Linked DNA regions of Mus musculus: region 2 is linked to region 1. A link is a contact called in public Hi-C data. All regions are on one chromosome and are shown on one strand. The core of a region is the stretch at or near the end of the contact, and the rest is flanking DNA. Distances in the headings are between cores, read along the strand shown. Region 1 holds the start of Zfp869 (zinc finger protein 869). Region 2 holds the start of Dnajb1 (DnaJ heat shock protein family (Hsp40) member B1).

Region 1 (5,904 bases), core at 1,068-3,567:
CCCTGTTTAAAAAACAAAAAAGCAAAACAAAAAAAAAAAAACCAAACCAAGCCAAAAATCTTCCCTCAAAAAGCACATATTCACACAAAGCCACAGTCTCCTGTACAACAGGTGGGTGTGGTGTTCAGAGAGGGCGCACTGTGGCCCTTTATGAATTTCATGTGATTGGTTTTTCTGCATGTATGTATGTGCACCGTGCATGCCTCTTCCAGGGAGGTCAGAAGAGGATGTTGGATCCTGTAGGGCTAGAGTTACTGTGAGCCATTATGTGGGTGTTGGAAATTGAACCCAGATGCTATGGAAGAGCAGTCAGTGCTCTTAACTTTGGAACTATCTTTCCAGCCACCTCCCCCAAGTATACTTTATTCATACATATAGATTGTGGAGCAAAACTGCACAACTGCAAGAGTGCATTTATCCTTCTAGAAATGGACCAGCCAGCATACATTTAGCTGATTGGTTCATATTAAATGATATTAAAGAATAAAATCTTTGAAGTTTCTATGAAGAAGGCTCTCAGATCCTACCTGGCCTTGTTAGTAGTGGCCTACAGCACAGAGGGCAAGAGGGAGTTAGCTCAGTCAAGCCTACCAGGTGGGTTGTGAGTGACCCTCAGTGGAATGGGGCTAGTGAACGTGCATGTGTGCATGTGTGGTATATGTGTGAAGTTAGCCGTGTAGGTGCATTTACACAATGGAGTACTACTCAGCTATTAAAAAAGAATGAACTTATGAAATTCCTAGGCAAATGGATGGACCATGAGGCAGCTTCTCTTGGGCAAGAATCTGGAGTAAATCCTTGGATCCCAAGTGGATGAACTCCTAATCAGTTTGATTTGATCCAGAGCCACTCTCCTTAGCTATCTGCTTATTTAAAAATTAGCTATCTCCTGTCTTCCTTCACTATTCTAGTGTGGTTTGGTCATTTCTGTGGCCTCGTGGATACAGGCATCTTCAATGTGTAAGGCTCCTTCAAATACTGAAAGATCCTGGCAGAATGTAAAAGGACACAGAAGCCCTGAAATTGGCAAGATAGACGTCAGTGTTAGCAGAACTAGCTTCACTGATTTAGAAAAATAGAGGTGCACAATGCTCTGGCCACTTCTTGAACCTGTGTGTCTGCCAAAGTTCTGACCAGGTGTGTGCCCATTGCTGCACCTTCATTAGACTCTTTCCTTGTACCCCTCCCATACCCATTTCTTGAGAATAGACATTGTTTAGATCTGGAAATCCCCTAATCTCCCCCTTCTCCTTTCCCCCCTGAGGGCCTATAAAAACTGGGACCTCTTTCCCCTCGAGGACAACTCCTCTACCCCTGCGTGGGATATGAGTCGTCCCCAGAGCTCTGGCTTTCCCCGAATAAAGCCTCATGTGGTTTGCAACAAGCTCGGTCTGTCGTGAGTTCTTGGGTGTCCGCTATTGTCCTGAGGCCTGAGCGAGGGGCTCCTCTCGGAGTCTTTCAATACCTTCTGTTGACCTGGAGTAGTCTGTGATTGATACTGGAAGTTTTTCAGGAAGTATATCCCGAATTCCTGGTTCTTTGGCTTCCACCTCCTTTGTTGGGATTGCAGGAAAAGCAACACCACCTTGGTCTTGGAATGGGTTCGCTTCTCTGCTTAAAAAGAAAAGGTGCAACTTGTTATAATTGAGCAATCTTTGGCGTGACTTGCTGAAATTCCTGAAACCCGGAGGACATCAAGTCTTGTTTCGATGTGATAGGGGTTGGGTTGGGCCCTGGTCTAGTTGTGAGGCAAAGTGATCACTGCCTTGGGGAGTGTATGTAATAGACTGTGCACAAAAACAAGGCTTCCAAGAGGAAGAACCTTAAGTACCTACTGAGTGCAAGAAGACAAGCTGTGAAAGTTCTGGGATGCACAAGGAAGTCCTGCTTCAATCAGATCGTCTTGAAGCAGACTTGCATGAACTTGGGTGAAAGCCAGAGTTGGGAAGGTCTGTGTGGTCCACGTCTTTTAATTTCAGTTCATCCACTTATGGGAGCTGTCATTCAGATTTCACTAGCCAATCAGGGCCCTGAGGGCAGGACATTCATTCACAAGGACCAAGCGAAGCTGTTCCTGTCACTCAGGCCCTCGTAGGGCAGTGCTAGCCAATCAGAACCTTCAGGCCAGGCCACTCACTCAAGAGCGCCTAAAGGAACTGCTTCATCATTCAGGGCATGCTAGCCAATTAGAGCAATGGAATTGAGTCATCCACGCAGCTGCATCTAGGGAACTCCTGTCAATCAGACTTGTGGTGCAGCTCTAGCCAATCAAAGCTTCGGGGCAAGATGTCCAATCAAGAACACCAGACGAGACGAGAGGTGGGTCCTATCCGCCGCCATGCTGCAGATTCTGTTCTTAAGCAGGCATCGCGTGGTCCCGTGAGCTGCGGTGTGATCGCCGCTGCCGGGAGCTGTAGGGGGAGCGCAGGCGAGCTCAGCAACCGCGCCATGGTGAGCGCGGGGCCGCTGTCCCCGGATGGGGAGGAGCGGTCGGCTGAGCCGCGTGAGCCGGGGTGATAGGTCCTTCCCGGGGTTGGGGGAGCGGTGGGACCGGCCGGCCGAGCGGACACCCTGTGCGTTCCACTGGGCGACGTGGGCCCCGTCACTGGCCAGTGCTTGTCTCGGAGGACTCTAATCACTTCCGCTTTTCCAGCCATGTCTGCGCAGAGCGCGGGGAGCGGAAGACTCCTCCTAATCAGGGGGTAGCTTCCGGGTTGGTGACGTCACCGCCCAGTGCTGGCGCCCTGTTTGTGCTTTTGGTGTCGCACTTATGACTGCTGTGTTCTCTGCGCTGTGGTCTAGACGTTGTGGGCTTCGTAGGTCTAGCATCAAGTGTGAGTTAATTTTGTGAAATTCTCCGAGTCTTTGTCCAAGAGTTTCTTTCGGATGGTGTCCCAGAAACAGTTCTAGAAAAGATTGTACTACTTTATCAAAGGTCAGCTTGTCTCCTAATTTAAAAAAAAATTTTTTTTTGTGGATCTGTTTATTCTTCCTAAACAGTGTGTTGTCTTGTGTATTTGATTGGAAATGTTACGAGTGTGTTGTGGGTTCGTCTACATTGTGCTAACCATTTTGTGTGTTTTTTTAAAAGTATTTTACATATAAAATTCAGCAATGTCTTTTATGTACCTGATAAGAACTTTTTAGCATTTTGTGGGAATTATCTTAAATCTGTAATTGAACCTGGGAACTGACATTTTTCTGATTGTGTCTTCTGGTCATGAGGATGTTATATCAGAAACAGACAAATATGTTTGTGTATTTCCACAATTTCATAATTTACTGAATAGAAAGTAAAAAGGTGTCACGCCTCTGGTGGTAATCTGGCCAAGGCTATTTTTCCAAGATATTTTATATTTCCAAGATATTCTATCCAAGGTTCAATTTTTCCAAATCCTAATTATTAATATTTTTTCATATCACACGGTAAATATATAATTATATCCACATATGCTGTTTACACAACCAGCATAAGTTAAAGAGGCTGCAGCAGAGTTCAGAGGGTCCCAGAAGTTGGCGAAGAGAAATGCAAGCAGTGTTTCAGTTGATGAGAGAAGTTAGAACACACGACTAGTGAGCCACAGGGGGAGAGCTTTGAATGAAGCCCGAGGATGTCAGGTTTGAAAGTGGCTGTAGTGGTCTATATGATATGAAAGGCAGACTGACTGGTCCTGGTGAACTGACAGGGACTCAGTTGAATTGAAGCTGCGTCCCTGACTAGATCCTTGGCTCACACAGGTATCAGATGATAGGCTGGTTTCAGGCCGTGCCATCCTAGTGCTTGGTGTCCATCCCTTTCTGAGGCCAGGGGAGGGAGATGCATCCTTTTGTATCCTATGTATGGTGTTTCGTTTGCACCGCTTGTATGCCTAGTGCCTGCGGAAGCTAGCAGAGGACATCAGATCTCCTGTAGCTGTAGTTACATATGGGTGTAAGCTGTCATGTGTACTCTGGGAATTGGACCTCTGAAATAGCATCTGTGTTCTTTTTTTTATGATTTATTTATTTTTTTATTTTATGTATATAGTACACTGTCTTTAAACACACCAGTAGAGGTGTATCAGATCCCATTATAGATGACTGTGAGCCACCATGTAGTTGTTGGGATTTGAACTCAGGACCTCTGGAAGAGCAGTCAGTGCTCTTAACCGCTGAGCCATCTCTCCAGACCAGCATCTGTGTTCTTAACCATTGAACCATACCACCTCTTTAGCCTGACTTTTCTTTAAATTAGCATGTGCTTTTGAGATAGAAATTGTGTAGGCAAGAATGACCTTGAACTCCTGGTTCTTTTGCCTCTATTTCCAAGTGCTGGAATTTCACATATAATTTCATGTAAGAGGCATGCACCGTGACACCTATCTGATGTTCTTTTTCCCTTTAACAATTTCATACATGTATAAAGACTACTGTAATGTCCTGCCCTCTGATTTCCCTCTTTGTCCTCTCCTGCTTACAGTTCCCTGTGAAATATCCATGTTTTCTGCCCCCTTCATCTCCTTCTTTGTTTTGAGAGCCACTAAAAAAAACCATTCTGGTTTTAACCAGGATCATCCGTGTGGCTGCAGGTTCCTGCCCATGCATCTGAGCACGGTAGTGGGTACACAGTTGAAAACAATGCCTTTGTTTAGAATCCCTTGGTATCTAAATCATGATGGGCCCAGTCCTGTGTCAGGTCCGTTACAGCAATGCATTGCTGTTGTAAAGTGAGGTCATACAGAGCATTAGCTCTGCAGTGCTGAAAAGTCAACATTTTACATCCCATCTCACTGTCTCTGGGCCTTACTGTCTGTGCCTCATCTTTCACAGTGATCTCAGCGCCCTGGAAGTGGTGGTCTAAATGTCCTGACTAACTGTGCATCTCCGAGTTTGCTGCGGAGGGGCTTCTCTACCTCAGACGGGGAGGAGCAGTTGTTTGTGAGTAGAGCATTATTTAGAAGGTAACTGGGTGCCAGGACAGTTGAGCTAGAACAGTGGTGCAAAGTTTATCCCTCCAGCTGCAGACGTGGGTTTTGGGTTTAGTTTACTATGACAGGGATGGATTCTCTGAAGGAGTGAGCCTCAAGTTCAGTTAGAGAGCCGCCTGGTGTTATCCTCAGAACAGCTATATCACTATTGCTCAGGTGGACACACCTTGCTTGGCAGGTTGGTTTTGTGTGTCGTGGAGGTCTGGGTAAGACATTCTGTGCCTGTCATTCCTCCCCCAGCAGCCTGCTTAGTGCCCAGAGCATCATGAAAGCCAGCCAACAGGGAGGAAGTTCAGTGCCAGTTTGATTTCTTTCTGCATTGTAACCGGTGTGGGGGGCGTCTTCAGTAATAACAGCCAGTTCTGGAGGGCAACCGTGAAGAGCAGGCGAGCCTGTTAGGTCTCCCTGACCTATGGCTGATAAGCAGTGATTCTTTCCTGCTCTGGAGTTACGGCTTAGTAACCATCGGCTTTCAGAAGCATCATCTACTGTAGGATCTCTCCCTTCTTGTTTTTATCATTTGTCTTAACTTACACATGACCTCGCTGTAGCACTGCTGTGTACATGGACAGAGGACTCTAGAGCCTGCTCCGGGAGATGCTTGTACAGTCATGTTCATTGTCATTCTTAATTTGTAATAACCAGGAAATTAAAAACAGCCTACATGTCCAGCTGGTGAGTAGATATTAAAACCGTGTATACATGAAAGGCTTCCATTCAGCTGTGAATAAAACCAAGATGATGAAATTTGCAGGCTAATGGATGAAACTAGATAATAATACTGAATCAGCTGAGAGTTTGAGCTGGGACAGTGAACACCCTGTGTCCCTCTCCCATAGGTGTTAGTGTCACACTTGTCCTTAGATTGCTGTGTCTTAACTTGCAGAGCTTGAAGAAGTAAGGAAAGGGCCACCAGGGAGCTGCTGTTAAGGATGGA
Region 2 (5,904 bases), core at 2,003-4,502, about 14 Mb before region 1:
CTGTAAGCCAGCCATCTGATGTCAATGGAGCCAGAGGTCCAGGGGATCTCCTGGCTGGCCAGGCCCCAGAACCTGGAAGGAGGCTGGCCCTGTGGTCCTGCAACCAGGTATTGCTTGTGATGCTGGCCTGGCAGTCCTAGGGAATTGGTCTCAATTTGAGATGGCCAAGACAAGACAGGACTCTTCTGGGGAGGAGGAACAAGGCATGGGACAAATACAGATAAAACAAGAACCTCCCACACAGTGGAGACTGACTAGTGCACAGGGTCTGGCAACTGAGATGGCGGACCACTGTCACATGACAGCCAGACTAAGGACAACAGAGGGCAAGAGTCCAGTTGCAGGCCTGCCTCACACCCTTGGGCAGGAGCTGGGGTGCAGAGGGTGGGTCCATTCCAGGAGGGCTGCTGTTCCCACCGCCTGCCTATCGCTCGAAAAACCACTGTAGTCTAGTGCGCGACTTTGAAAGATTGTAATATATTCTGTGGAAAACATTCGGCAGAGCAAAAGCCCTCCCTGGGCCCTCCCGCAGTATGCAACCAGTGGAACGGTCTGGAGATCTGCAGCTCTGAAAGCCCCTGGCTCAGTCCTTGAGGAGTGCAGGTGGCTATATGGGAAGAACCTGCTCCAGGATGGTTCTGGATGAGACGGGAATCCTTTCCGGGAAGATCACTTCAAACTCGATAACAAGGTCTCCACGTTTCTCAGGTGTTTTGGGGAGAGGGAGGCCTTCTCCAGGGACTTTCCGCCGCATACCAGGCCTGATGACATCTTTGAATACAACAGGGATGGTCCTGCCGTCCAGAGTAGGGACATTCACAGTGCAACCACAGAGAGCCTAGGGAAGCAAAAGGACAGTGTCAGGCAGTGGCTGGCTTAGGAGCTTCACTCCTCCAGACCGTCCGGAGAAGGGTCAGGTCTACCAGACCAGGCCCGCTGACACCCCACTCCAAAGCCCCCCCAACCCCACAACCCATTATTCTCACAGCAGCCATCTCTTTTTATGACTCCTCCACCCACCTAGCACCTTACCTCCCGAAGGCTAATCCTGGCTGGATAGATGACATCAGAACCATCTCTCTTGAAGATATTGTGTGGCTTGTCCTTTAAAACAAAGACGATGTCTGCTGGAATGTTGTTCGAGGTCTGGTCCCCTTCCTTGGGAAAGGTGATTTTGGTCCCTTCTTTCCAGCCCCTCTTCACTTCGATGGTCAGGATCTTATCTTCATTTCGAATGCTCTTTCCATCAGGGTTCAGCCGCTTGTGGGAGATTTTCATCTTCTTGGTACAGCCGCTGTAGATCTCTTCAAGGGAGACCCGAAGGTCATGGGTGACTGGAGGATCTTGCTTCTTCCGGGTGGGCTCTTGAGAAGGGCGGGAACGTCCAAAGTTCATGTTGGTGAAGCCACCCATACCCATTGGAAAGCTAGAGAATGTGTCATCAATGTCCATGCCTTCTTCCCCGTTGCGCTGCCCAAAAAAGGTATCAAAGGGGTTTCTGCCACCGAAGAACTCAGCAAACATGGCATGGGGGTCTCCGTGGAATGTGTAGCTGAAAGAGGTACCATTAGCACCACCACTGCTTCCTCCACTGGGGCTACCACCCTTCAGGCCTGGAAACCAAAACCACAAGTCAGGGTTACTGCTGGAGAGTCAGCCCCACCTCCCTCCACCCCCAACACTTCAACACACTTATAAAACATAAAACCCCTGAAACAAAGAGCTCAGAACCCCAGCACTCTCAAGACAAGTGCAGACTGATCTCTGCAAGTTCCAGACAAGCCAGAGCTCCACCATGAGGTGCTGGAGAAATGGCTCAGAGCACTGGCTCATCTGGCAGAAGAACCAAGTTCAATTTCCAACACCTACATAGCAGCAGACCATGGTCTAACTCTAGTTCCGGGACCTTTAATGCCCTCTTCTCTAGAAGCATGTGAATGGTATACACATATACACGGAGGCACACGCTCAAATAAATTGAAAAACAAAGTTCCAGCAACAGTGAGGTCCTGTCTCAAATAAATGGTCACATTTTGTTCCTTTTGCATGTATTACTGTCAATGCCACGTAACACACAAACTTTCGTCCAGAGTAGCCTCAAGGCAATCCTCCTGACTCAAATACCCCAGAGGGGGGATTGTCACAACATCCGGTTCCTTTGGAAACAGGAGCTTATTACCCTGTAGCTCTGATTTGAAGCAAATTCACAGCGTTCCTAATTCGGTTTCCCATGTGGAGGTGTGAGCCCCCGCACTCTGCTCAACAAGTTTTGCTCTTAGTAAAAAGGCCACAGGAACTATAGCGGGAGGGATTTTATGTATATATTAAAAAGCTTGTTAGTCAAGGACGAATCTCAAGTCTTTTAACTCCCAATGGCAATAGGAGCAAGAAACACACTACTCCGTTTTACTTCCTGACAACATATTCGGTAGTAAGGCCTCTAGATCTCGGTGCGACCAGGTTTACGTGACTGCTCCATCCTCCCAGCTATGCTGTTACCATCTTACAGAGAAGCTCCTACGCACTGTTACCAAAAAGGCTCAACCCTGGGTGAGCGAACACTGAGCTTGCGGCTAGGAAAGAGAATCAATACTCGGGCAATTTTCATTCCCATCGCGACCGCCGCCCTCCATCTGCACCATTCCGGCGCTGTGCAGGCGACCGACCGGGAGGGGCTGCGGCAGACGTGCTAGAAGCTTCTGTGCCAGCGGCGCGCCCAGAGCTCCTCCTCCTGTCTGAGGCCGCGGATCAGAGGGTGAAGGAGGCGGCGCCGCCGCTAGATCCCCGGAATGCCTGTCCCCGGCCGAGGTCTTGGAGAGGCTCCGAGTGCCTCGGTTTCCCCGCCTGTCAAACGGCGGGTCACCCCGGCCGCGCGCACACGTACCTTCCTCTCCATAGCGGTCGAAAATCTCGCGCTTGCGCGGGTCGCTGAGCACGTCGTAGGCCTCGGCGATCTCCTTGAACTTCTCCTCAGCGCCGGGCTCCTTGTTCTTGTCCGGGTGGTAGCGCAGCGCCTGGCGGCGGTAGGCTCGCTTGATCTCGTCGTCGGACGCGCCGCGGGCCAGGCCCAGCGTCTGATAGTAGTCCTTGCCCATGGCCACCGCCGCCCAGCTGTCGCCGCCTCCGGCTCCGCTGCTGCCCCGTCCCGGACTCTATATACCCGTCCGGCGGAAGCTTCCAGATCCCGCCAGCCCTCCAGAACCTTCCGCCCCTCCCGATGCGCCGCACGACACCGGCCAATCGCTGCGGCCCGCTCCGTGACGCAGCACATCCGGGGTGGGACCCGGCTGCCAACGGCTTTCCGCGCGGGGCCACGCCCCTTCCCTCTCTACTCTGGTCAACGCCTTCCTCGGGCGCGCGCGCCGGCTGCTGGGGTTCCGCCTCCGTAGCGGATCCAGCCAATCGCAACCCTCTCTCTCTCTGCGGACAGGTGGAGGCGCGAAGAGGGGCGGGGCTACAGAGACGGGCCTCTCCGAAAGGCCGCACCCTTTCCCCCAGGTTATCGCCGGCTGGGAGGTTCTGCTGCGTGACTTGTGGTAGCTACCTGACAAGTACCTCTAAGCTTTCCTGCTCTAACCCAGGGATAAAAATAGGCACCCCGCCCTCTTCTGCCCGTAGCCCTTGGTTTTTCCCGTAAGGCCGTTACTGTAAAGCGAGGTGAGACTGGTCTGCCTTGGGCTTGCTGCAGTCGGGCTGCCTCTCCGGTTTATCTTACTTCCTACTAATTCCTACTGGGTTTAGCTCGCCTCTTGGCGTTCTGATACTTGTCACTTCCTTTGCCGTCTGAGTTTACCACCAGGGCTGCGTGATTTTTTTAAAGATCCACTGGGTGCTTCGTAAATATTTCCAAATACTTTGATATAGTATAGCTTTTTGCTTTTGGTTTTGTAAGTCTGGGATGATGGCGGTCAAGGACGGAGCTGAGTGAGGAAGAGGAGAGAGCTTCAGATATTGGAAGGCATAGAGAAGCTGGAATAGTCATTGGTGGTTCTTGCAGGGAATGGGACTGCCTGAAAGTGCATGAAAGACTGACTCTCATCCTAGCACTTTCTGGCTGTGTGACCTTGGGTTGGTAGAGTAGCTTTTCTGGTCTCAGTGTGGTCATCTGTACAAAGGGAATGGTCGTGGAATATGGTGAAGTTGACATTATTCTGCATTTGTTAAAGACAAGGGACAAAGGGTGTTCTTGAAAGAGATGATTAATCATCTTGTTTAGTGGACAACTGTTGACATTCCCTTTCTGGAAGCTCTGTAGGAGGAGAGTCAGATAACCCTTGCCCTAGGCACCCCTGAGAAAAATGACTTTAGCCTTCCGTTAATGGTATAGCTGTGTGTGGTGTATGTGTTTTGATTTTCCTAACTGTACTGACCCCATGAAAACCGAACCAGTTGAGCCCTGCCCCCCGCCTCCCCATGGATTTGGAGCTAGGGAACACTTGTAGAGAAAGTGTCTTTAAAGGTACAGAGACAGAGATAGTGAGCTGGCAGTGGTGGTGCATGCCTTTAATCCCAGCACTTGGGAGGCAGAGACAGGCGGATTTCTGAGTTCGAGGCCAGCCTGGTCTACAAAGTGAGTTCCAGGATAGCCAGGGCTATACAGAGAAACCCTGTCTCGAAAAAAAACAAAAACAAACAAACAAACAAAAAGATACAGAGATAGCGACAGCCTGGGCACAGTGGCATATTCCTGTAGTCTAGTGCAGGGATGCTGCTGCACGAGGACTCCCTGTGAGGCCAGCCTGCCTTCAAAATAGGTGACTAGAAATCAAAGTACATACTGAACAGAAGAGCTGTCCCAGAGGCAAGGAAAGCACAGGACATGGGAGTGCTTCACATTTACGGGGTGATTTTAACGGAGAAGTGCAGGTGTGCCTCTGGCTGGGCCTATCTGGGCTTTACTAAGGTTTCTTGCCATGGGGGGGGGGGCGGGGGGCGGGTGCTGGCTTGTCCACTACGTTATGCAAGGGAAATCTTTCTGTTTGGGGATAATCTCACAACTGGAAATGCCAGCTTTCTACGTAAGGCTGAGGCTGATTCATGATGGGGTATTTTAATTATCACTGTTATTATTATTATTATTATCATTATTTTAGGCACATTCTCATTCTTTAACCCACAGTGGTCTTGGGTTCATTATGTAGCCCAAGCTGGCTTTGAACTCCAGATTCTCCTGCCTCAGTCTCCTTAGTGTTGAGCTGACGAGTACCTGCCACCATGCTTATCAGAAAGTATCAGTTGTTCAAAAGCAAACAGGTAGTGTCGTGTGCCTTTAATCCCAGCACTCTGTAGTCAGAGACAGGTGGATCTATGAGTTCAAGGCCAGCCTGGTCTACAGAATTTCAGGGCATCTAGGGCTATACAGAGAAACCCTGTCTTTAAACAAACAACAACAAAAACCAAGCAAGTGCTTCTCAGTGACGCAGGGTGTGGGTCACATAGGCAAGGATCCTGGGTTCCATGTCTGACAGCAAACAACAGACACCAAAATAAAGCCAAAGACTCTATGATACCCCCCCCCCACCACCACCATGGGGAAGCTCATTGGATGCTGGGCTCTGAGCCTGGAGAAGCTGTTACATTTAGCAGTTATGCATGGGCTTGTTCAATTACACAGGAAGTTATTTTGTATATGGGGCTAGGTTAACATCTTCTATCATTAGGCATTAAGTACAGGAGGTCCCCTCAAAGATGTGAGTGGGCTGGCCCAAAGCAAATGCCAAATAGTCTTGAATGCCAGAATTAGCCATGCCAGTTGTTCATAACTGAAATCCCAGAACTTGGGAGTCCGAGGCAAGAGAGTTGCTGGGAGCTTGAGGCCTGCCTGGGCTGCACATTCAAGGCCAGCCCACGTAAAATTTGAGACCCTGTCTCTAAATATAAAAGTAGGGCCAAGGAGAGGTCTCT

The links. A called contact is a pair of places that touch in the nucleus more often than the background predicts.
Region 2: a contact with region 1 is called in a Hi-C map of B cells, with 5 read pairs. The contact joins the promoter of Dnajb1 here to the promoter of Zfp869 in region 1. A contact is called at or near these places in 1 of 39 promoter capture datasets (cranial neural crest) and 1 of 484 Hi-C or Micro-C datasets (B cells).

What each region holds. Positions count from the first base shown.
Region 1 is chr8:69,713,315-69,719,218 of GRCm38.p6, reverse strand. It overlaps Zfp869 (zinc finger protein 869), which reads left to right and starts at 2,317. Exons shown (of 5, transcript NM_001039965.1): 1 at 2,317-2,451. It overlaps Gm51532 (a long non-coding RNA gene), which reads right to left and starts at 2,112. Exons shown (of 2, transcript XR_003947396.1): 1 at 1,466-2,112.
Region 2 is chr8:83,605,523-83,611,426 of GRCm38.p6, reverse strand. Dnajb1 (DnaJ heat shock protein family (Hsp40) member B1) reads right to left here and starts at 3,252. Exons shown (of 3, transcript NM_018808.3): 1 at 2,885-3,252; 2 at 1,033-1,613; 3 at 1-838. The coding sequence starts at 3,095. The coding sequence ends at 608. It overlaps Gm42029 (a long non-coding RNA gene), which reads left to right and starts at 3,577. Exons shown (of 3, transcript XR_878996.2): 1 at 3,577-3,657.